Regions from separate parts of the Ovis aries genome. Here region 1 is linked to region 2. A link is a contact called in public Hi-C data. All regions are on one chromosome and are shown on one strand. Each heading gives the region's core, a stretch centred on a gene start, on an enhancer-like site or on the middle of the called end of the contact. The rest is flanking DNA. Distances are from core to core; before and after follow the strand shown. Region 1 overlaps TTC7B (tetratricopeptide repeat domain 7B). Region 2 holds the start of CALM1 (calmodulin 1).

What was found. A called contact is a pair of places that touch in the nucleus more often than the background predicts.
Region 1: a Hi-C map of hypothalamus shows a contact between it and region 2, with 6 times the contacts expected there. The contact joins the enhancer-like site here to the promoter of CALM1 in region 2. A contact is called at or near these places in 6 of 16 Hi-C or Micro-C datasets (blood, hypothalamus, liver and 3 more).

The regions. Positions count from the first base shown.
Region 1 is chr7:100,310,129-100,314,397 of ARS-UI_Ramb_v3.0, forward strand. The region is part of intron 5 of TTC7B (tetratricopeptide repeat domain 7B); the gene reads right to left. Among named protein-coding and RNA genes, the nearest start is that of TRNAC-GCA, 43 kb to the right of the region's middle. Within about 2 kb of position 1,928, at least 23 of the 54 cell types and tissues checked have an H3K27ac peak or open chromatin away from gene starts, as enhancers often do. A contact at or near this core is called in hypothalamus and liver, where this site is marked.
Region 2 is chr7:100,044,795-100,049,175 of ARS-UI_Ramb_v3.0, forward strand. CALM1 (calmodulin 1) reads left to right here and starts at 1,397. Exons shown (of 5, transcript XM_060418488.1): 1 at 1,397-1,583; 2 at 4,115-4,145. The coding sequence starts at 1,581.

The DNA of each region.
Region 1 (4,269 bases), core at 678-3,177, 270 kb after region 2:
CAGCGCACACAGCACGTACACATGTGAGCAAATCGTGGCGTTTTAAGCTGCGTGAGTAAAGGCGGCGCTGAGACAGCGCAGTCGGAGGCCCAGCCTTACACGGCGGTTTTGGCAGTGGGGACAGCAGGCAGTGTTCAGTCCAAACGCCCGTAACTCAGCGGGAAGACACCAGCTGGGAGCTGGCCCTTCAGAGCGTCTCCCGGGCCCTCCTCGCAGAGGGAGACACCTGTCCAGTCACAGAAGCACGGGATTTTCTAGCTAGAAATGATCCGGCATGGCCTAGTCCACCGTGACACGAGAGAAGCGGCTCGCTCAGTCGCACAGCAGCGGGAGGGCCAGCTGGGAGCTTTCCGCCAAAGCTCTCACCTGGCTGACAGAGGAACCGCAGCTCTCAGACCGAGGACGATGCTCGCAGGGGGAACAAAGCAGAGGGACTCAAGACAGGCTGCCTTCTTAGAGAACCAACTTCTGGTCGCGGGGAGGGGTGGGGGGAGGCATGGCTGGGCGCCTGGGAAGGACGCGCAAACGGGTCACCAGCAAGGCCTGCTGCGCGCCGGGCTCCCCCCTGCAGCCTGGGCGGGAGGGGCGCTGGGGGGACGGATTCGCGCACACGTGCGGCTGGGTCCCTCCGCGGCCCGCCGGAAACCATCACGACATTGTTAACCCAAAATAAAACGTTTAAAATAAAATCCTGAGGCGGGGAGGAAGGCCTGCTTTCCGTTATTAATATGCAAATCAATATGTACATAATGCAAATCAATATGTACATGATACCAATCTGACGCTTCCAGTGATCCCAGCGAATGAGCTACTCGTAGGAACTGGTTCAAAAACTGGAAGGAGAACCCGCTGTCGCGGGAGAAGCAGCCTGGAGCCCAGGGCGAGGCTCGCCGCCCGAGCTGAGGGCCGCGGGCGCAGAGCCGCCGTGCGAGGGCCGGGCGGTCCTCCCGCGCACGGCCGGCGCCCCCCGGCGGCCGCGGCAGGAAGTCCCCGTGAGCGGGGACGGCGGCCGCCCGGCCGGCCACACCCGCAGCCGCGCCGGAGGGCGCCCCGAGCACTGCCCTGCCTCTGAGCAAATCGGCGCTTTCTCAAACTGCTTCCAGCTTTTTTCTGGGAAGAGCTTCGGCGGCGGAGTCTAGCGCTTCCCGAAGCCGGGGAGAATTGTGTTCATCAGCAGAGTCCGCAGTGACCGCGGGGCGGGGACCAGCGCGGGGCTGGCGGCCGCAGGAGGGGGCTGGAGGGGGCAGGTCGCACAGCTTGAACGTCAGAAAAGGAACAAAGTGTCCTAAATACAGAGACACGCAACCACCAGCAGCTCTTACACCATTCATGTTTCTGTAGTCGCATAATTCTATTCAAGCAATCACTTCCACGGTTGCCATGACGGCAGAAAAAAATTTTTTTAAGATAATCATGATAGAAAGAAACAGAAAAAGATTAACTTGCAAAAATTACATTCTAGAGGCTATGAAATACCCCCAGTTTGAGGGACGTGAATAAACCCACAGGGCTGCTTTCGTGTCTCTATTAGCTTATTCTTGCAGTGTTGACACCGTGAAACAGCTAGAATGAACTGCTGCTTAGAAACTGCACTCCAACACGAAGGGAAAGCGAGCCACGGACTGCCCCGGGTTTGAGGGTTTCCACAGACCCTTGACATGAGGTCATTTATTCCGTTTCAACACCCCTGACTGAGAGAGTGCAATGATGTCAGAATTCATTATGGGAAACGAGTCTCAAAAAAACGCTCTCGCCAGCATTCGGGCAGCGGGCACTGGCGAGCGGTCAGAACTCGGGGTTCACCTCCTGCACCCCGCTTCTTGAGCTGGGGGAGCTTGCCTCCGCGGGGGACGGTTCCCAGCAGCTCAGCCCTCACCGAGGAGAAAGGGCCTGCGAGTCCCTGGAGCACCCGCTGGCTGACCGGAGGGCGAAACCCGCCCGCGTCGCCGGGGGCCCCAGCCCTGCTTTGGCGCGGGCCCCAGCTGCAGGGAGCGCTCCGTGTGTCCTCAGCCGAGCTGGGGCAAACCCGGCGGGGGAAGGCGCACCCGCCGTCCCGGGGCTGCGCTCCCCTCCAGCCTTAACCTGCTTCCCTTCTCCTTCTCTCCTCCCGCCTCTTCTACCGGCTTCCCCTCCCCCACGCCCTCCCCCGCCCCGCGCCCTCCCCCACCCCGCGCCCTCCCCCTCCCCCGCGCCCTCCCCCGCGCCCTCCCCCTCCCCCGCGCCCTCCCCCTCCCCCGCGCCCTCCCCCTCCCCCGCGCCCCCCCCCCCCCCCCGCCCTCCCCCTCCCCCGCCCCCCCCCCCGCGCCCTCCCCCTCCCCTTGCCCTCCCCCTCCCCCGCGCCCTCCCCCTCCCCCGCGCCCCCAGCCCCTCCTCCTCCTCCCAGGTCTCAGCGCCCTGAGGTCCGCCAGGGGGCACTGACTGGCCAGCACCGGTCCCTTCTTGACCTCCTGGGCCCTGAAATCAGCATTTCTGACGGCCGGCCTCTGAAATCTACGTTCTCACGTACAAATGTATAGCAGCGTCTGTTCATGTCCTGTCCCGCTGTGACTCCGAACCGCACACTCAGCTCTTTAATCCTGTCACCTGTCTCTAAACTGTCAAACCAAGGGGGAGACAAACTGGAAGGAACCCAGAGCTCCAGAAGCAAACTCCAAACGGAAAACCAAGTCTCTGAGCAACTCGGAGACAAGAGAATCATTTCACCTCGTGATGGGCAGCGACTTCAACAGCAAGCTCAAGCTACTATTTCACATTCATTTACATTGTCACAGACACTTCTTCGGAGCCAGGGGGAAAATAAAATCCCTCCTCTTCCAGTCTGTCCTTCCAAATTATCTTCTAGCCTCAGAGCTTGGCCCAGGTCACCCAATTTAAGCCCAGTGTACTTAAATTCAGCATCAACTGTCACTGTCATGCAAACTCATAGTTCTGCTGTGAATAAAATACTTTTCTTACGAGATGTCAAATTCCTAGCTCATAAGGGAAAAGTTACTTGTTAGCGTAGGTTCAATATTTTTTCTCCTTATCTGTGGTTGAGAACCTTAAAGATCAATTTTAGAACAAGTCAACACAGTAGATCTCTTAAAGCTAAGAAATTGTTTGGCTTTTTCCATGTTTCTTCTTACCAACTGGTGTTCTGAACCTAAGTGATAGGTTGTTTCATAATTACTGAACACCAAACTTGGGCAGGGCTTCCCCAGCAGCTCAGACGGTAAAGAATCTGCCTACAGTGCACGAGACCTGGGTTTGATCCTTGGGTTAGGAAGATCCCCTGGAGGAGGGCATGGCACCCCACTCCAGTATTCTTCCCTGGAGAATCCCATGGACAGAGGGGCCTGGCGGCTACAGTCCATGGGGTTGCAGAGCTGGACACGACTGAGCGACTAAGAACAGAGCACACTTGGGCAAAGTGGGAGACGGTGAGGGACAGGGAGGCCTGGCGTGCTGCAGCCCACGGGGTTGTGAAGAGCCAAACTTCATCACACCGTGGGTTCCCGGCTCCTCCTTGAGGACAAATGGTGAACAAGGGAAGCCCCAGGAGCCACGCGTGTCCTCACATCCCCAAAGAGAACGCAGGCGCCTTGAGGACCCAGGTCTTTGTCCCTCAAGCAGAGCCAGCTTGCAGAGTGCTCAACAACTACCTATCGAACGAGGGAAATTCACAACTGCCAGGAGCTGAGTGAACCAAGACCCTGAGGGCATGCGTTTTCTCCCTGTTTCTTGCCGCCTCCTTTCTCACTGCACAGGGATCAGCAGGCAGCTCAGCAAGTGTTACTTTAAACAGAATCCGCCTCATCCCGGGCCTGCAGCAGGATGTCTGAGGAGCAGTGACATGCAGGCAACACGCCCGGAGTGCCCCGCCTGGCATCCTCGGGAGGGCTGTGTACAGAACGAGGAGTGTGAGGTTTAAAAAAAAAGAAGAGTTTCAGAGAAACTGTGCTGCCCAGGCACCGTTCCGCATGCCCCGCTCTCTGCCTGGAGAGTCCTGGGTCTTCCTCCAAGACCCGCTCAGAGGCCTTTCCTGCGCTCCCGCCTCCCGGTGCTGTCCGCAGGGTGCAGGTGTTTTGAGCACAGACAACATTCAACACGCCGGTTTTCACTTGTATCTGTATCTGCGCCACTGTAAGGGCACAGGCCCACAGCGCACCCACCTCTCCTTGTCCCAGCGGCCTCACGAGCTGACCAGGCACCCAGTGGCCTCTAGTAAGCTGTGCACCCCCCGGAGAGAGAAACAGACGATGCTGACTTCACATTCGTGACTGCACACTA
Region 2 (4,381 bases), core at 147-2,646:
GCATATCAGTAAAAACAATTCCACAGATGTTTGTCTGAGGCTATCACACAAGTCCTGGGCACCTACAATGTGCCCAAACATTTTCCATTGTTTTAAAACATCTTTTCTGCAGACTGTGTCAAAGCCAGAAACAAGCATAACCAAGCGAAGCCCTTTCTAGCAGAGCTTGTCAATCACACACTTTGCCACATTCTCTGAAGGAGTACGCAGATAATGACTTGCAACTGTTGCCCAGGCCCTGTAAACAGAAGATCAGATTCTGTGCTCTGCCTTGGCAAGAAGAGAAACTGCAGCATTTTGTCAAGATTTTTACAAAGTTTTGGGCTTTACATTTATAACTGATATGGTCCTTTTTCTGCTATACAGAAAATTGAAAATATGAGTAAATTTTAGATTAAAATACTACTTGAAAGGAAATATAATTAAGATTGTGCATTTAAAAAATGGTCGTGCTCTATAGTAGAGTCAATTAAACTCTGTGTTCCAACTCTAATCTAGGGGATTCTACGTATCTTTTTTTTCCTTCTTTGTTTCTGTGGATCTACGAATAAAGATCTGATCTCTTAGGACCAGGTAACTAACATAAAAATAAAAATAAAAAGCATAGGGTTTCACAGTCTACGGAAGATGCACGGGTACATTGGTTTCAGTAAGACTAGGGTCAGGATGAGCAGTGTTTTCCATAGGGGAAGAAAAGTACAGTAGGAGGGGTAGAGTATTCAAGCATACCAAAAAAAGTCAGTGGAAACGTGAAAGCATTAAGGTAAGACTGGCTAAGCATATAAGCATGACGCGGATTTAGCGATCGAGCATACATGTTCATTTGTCTCCGACATTACTTGAAAAGCACACGTCTAAGCAGTTTCTTGCGCGAGGACACTTGCTCCCTCCAGATCCCTGTCCTCGGTCGCCAAAGGTGCGGCCGCCCCCACCCCAGAACTGCCCACGGCTCCCCAGCGGCGGACCGCGAGGCCAGGGCCAGCCCGCTGCCCCGGGGCGCGAGATGCGAGGGGCGGGTGGTGGGGGTAGGAAGGGGCAGAGGGGTCCCTCCTGCGGGGTGGGGGCCTTCTGAAGCCGGGGCCGCCCCCCGTCGGCTACGCATCCGCTCTGTCTCCGCCCTGGTCGGGGCTGGCAGCTGCGGGCACTCTTCGGGGCACGCACCCCGCGCCCCTCCACGCTTCTCCGCGAGGGTCCCAGCCCCGCCGGCGGCCACGCGCACGAAGGGTCGGCGGGAGGCCGGGCGCGCCGGGGCGGGGCCAGGGCTGGGGGCGGGGATGGAGGCGGGGCCAGGCAGCGAGGCCCGGCCCTCGCGGCGCGGCGCACGGCGAGGCGGCGGCGCGGCGGCGGAGGGATACGCGGCGCCGTATATATAACGCGGGGCGCAGGCTCGCGGCGCGGCGGCGGTGCTGGGAGCCTTGCAGGCGCGGAGCCGTTAGCGCAGTTGGCGGCGGCGGCGGTCGGCGACGGCACAGCGCTCAGCGCACACGGGGCCCCAGCAGCAGCTGTAGCGGAGGCGCCCTGCGGTCCCGGCCCCGGCGCGGCCACCCTCGCTCTCTCGGCCTCCCTGCCTCGCTCGCACCATGGTAGGTGGGGCGCGGCGAGTGCCGGCGCCGCGGCCGCCTGCCCGCGCTCTCCCGATCATGTCTCTTCCCGTCTTTCCCTCGCTGGGTGGCTTTTCCTGGCTTCCGGGTGTTGCGCAGCCGCTGCGGCTCAGGACGCGCTCTGGGTTTGCATCCCGGTTTCCTCGGCTGGGCAGCCCCATTTACATTTCGGCCCGTCGTGGGGCCGGGGTTGGCCGCGCCCGGCCCCGAGCGGGGGTTCTGGCCAGGCCGGGCCCCCGCACCCACCCGCTCAGTCGTCCGCCCCCGTAACGCCCTGAGGGCGGGGGCCCGGGCGGGGCCGCGGCCAGACCCCGGCTCGCGAGCGGCGGAGAATGAATGGGCCGGAGCGAGCCGGTGGCGCACGTCGCCGCGGCCGGGGCGCGGGGCCGCCGCCGTCCCCTCGGGGCGCTCCTCCCGCCTCCCTCCCGGGGGGCGCGGCGCGGGCGTGGGTCGGGAAGGAAGGAGCCGGGGAGGGGGGGTGGGGGCAGGAAGGCGCGGGGCGGGGGGCAGCGGGGGCGGAAGCGGCGGGCCGGCCGGCCGCCCTGCCCGGGCGGGGCCCTGCGGCGTCCCGGGGTCCGCGTCGCGGCGTCCGGCGCCCCTGCAGACCCGCCCCGCGCGGCGGTAGAGGCGAGCGGGGCCGCGGGGCACCGGGCGGGCCCCCCCGCGGGAGGCGCTCGGCCGTGCTAACTGGGGCGGGGGGCGGGGAGGAGCGCTGGCGCGCGCCGCGGTCTCCAGTGGAGACGCGAAGTTTGTGCTCCGGGGGAGGTGGCGGCGCGCAGGGCAGAAGCGGATGGGAGGCGCGGGGCGCGCTCGGGCCCCGCCCGCGGCGGGCGTGGGGGTGGTCTCCCTGGCCTGGAAGGAGAGGCGCCCCGCACCCTGCTCCCGGGGCCACCTCGCCCGGCACTTTCTGCGGCCCGCGCTCCCTCCCGTCCGAGGGGAGATGCCCTCCCCTCTCCGCCTCCTTTGCGGCTCCCCGGCTGCCGGATGCGCCCGTGCGCCTCTCCGGGTGTGCCATCCCCCGGCCGGCAGGGCTGACATCACCCCCCGCCTTTCTGGCTCGGCGGGGCGGGGTGGCTGCTCTCGGCGGGGCCCCCGCGCCTCTGCCCCGAGGCCGACGCGGTGTGGCGGTGAGCGTGTCCCTCAGTGTCGAGGCGGGCCGACAGCCTCGATGTACACTCTCAGAGGACACTTCCCCGGCGAGGTGACAGCTTTTCTTGCGAGGTGTGGCCGGCAGCGCTTCCTGTTGTAGGAGGCAGAGACGTAGCCCTGGCATTACATAAATCCTCGTGTTTCCTTCCTTCGCTATGAAGAAAACCGGCGTGCTGTGTCTGGGGTAGGGAGGAGGGGAGGCACAGTTAAAATTTGAAAAAAATGTTTCCCCCCTAAGTCAATATGTTGGAACATCACTCTTCCTGTGAAAGTTTTCACTTGCGAGTTCGAATAAACTGCCATTAGCTTTCTACTAGGACTTGTTTTGGAACTGGTTTCGTTAGCCATCCTTCATTAAAATAAAAATACATACTATCTGTCCTTGAGATCCCAAATCCCCATGGCTGGAGGCCCAGGATCAGCGTTGCGGAGAGCAAGTGATGCAAGGAGAGTTAGCTTCGCGGCATTACCGCCTCTAGTGAAGTGTTTATTAGGGGCAGCTCTTAGATCACCCTTAAAAGGGTAGAGTAAATGTCCTCTAGCAGAGTTCATAGTTCCTCTCAAAAAAAGGAGGGCACAGCCTCATAATTAACGTAGTTTCTGTGTACTTCAGTTTTGCAGTTTTGTAACAGCTCAATTGTAGGACTGTTCCATTATTCCCCCCACCCCGGCTTTTGAATCAGGATAATTTGACCAAGGACATTTAGCTGTTCTAAATGATAGGCTTTTAACAAATAACTGCCTAATTTTAGTGATTGGAAAGCATGGAAATGAAGTTGGTAGGATAACCCATTGCTGTGTATATTTTTCCACTTAACTGTATCTCGTAAAATAGACATAAAAGCCTGTTAATCCAAGCCAGTGCCATTATGTAACGACAGTTTGGAGATCTGGAGTGCCCGCAGCGGTGTGCACGGTGCGCTGAGGGCCTGACCTGGCCCCGGTCCTGGCTGCAGGGCCGGCCGCGGCAGGTTGGTCCCTCCGTGGATGGCCGCGGAGAGCGCGGCGTCCGTGCAGTAGGCGGCGCTCTTCTTCCCGGAGCCGGCCCTGCGGCTGCTGCAGTGGCCTGTGGCCACGAGAGGCGCCATTTCTCAGATGATGAACTGACTCCCGGTTGGACCCCCCGCAGAGCGGAGAGCCGGTAGGCCCGGAGAAGAAAACCAGAAGTGAGACCTTGTCTAACTTGTCATCCTTTGTTTTTAAAACAGCATAAAGAGTTCCCTGCATTCTAATTGTTTCTCTTAAATGACACGGTTGAAATTTTCACAGCTGAGAAAGAACACTATTAAAAGACTTAATTGGAAAAGCTATGCTGACTCGAGACTCCCGTGGGTTGAATTATAACCTTTTCTTTTTCTGTGCAGGCTGATCAGCTGACCGAAGAGCAGATTGCTGGTAAGTGGGTGACTACAGGCAGTCTTGGTAGACCAGAACTAGGTAGCCTCAGTGCTGGTGGCTCTTCCCCCTCCCCTTAGTCTGAGCAGTTTTCTAAGGCTTTTATTTAAATGCGAACAACAAGGAGAAGTATTTAGGTTAAATGTTACTCCTGGTCAGTCTTGTGGAGATAATGTAAGGTGGAACTAAGGATACCCACTTGCTACACTCTAGAGTGCTTCATGGGGTGCTGGGCT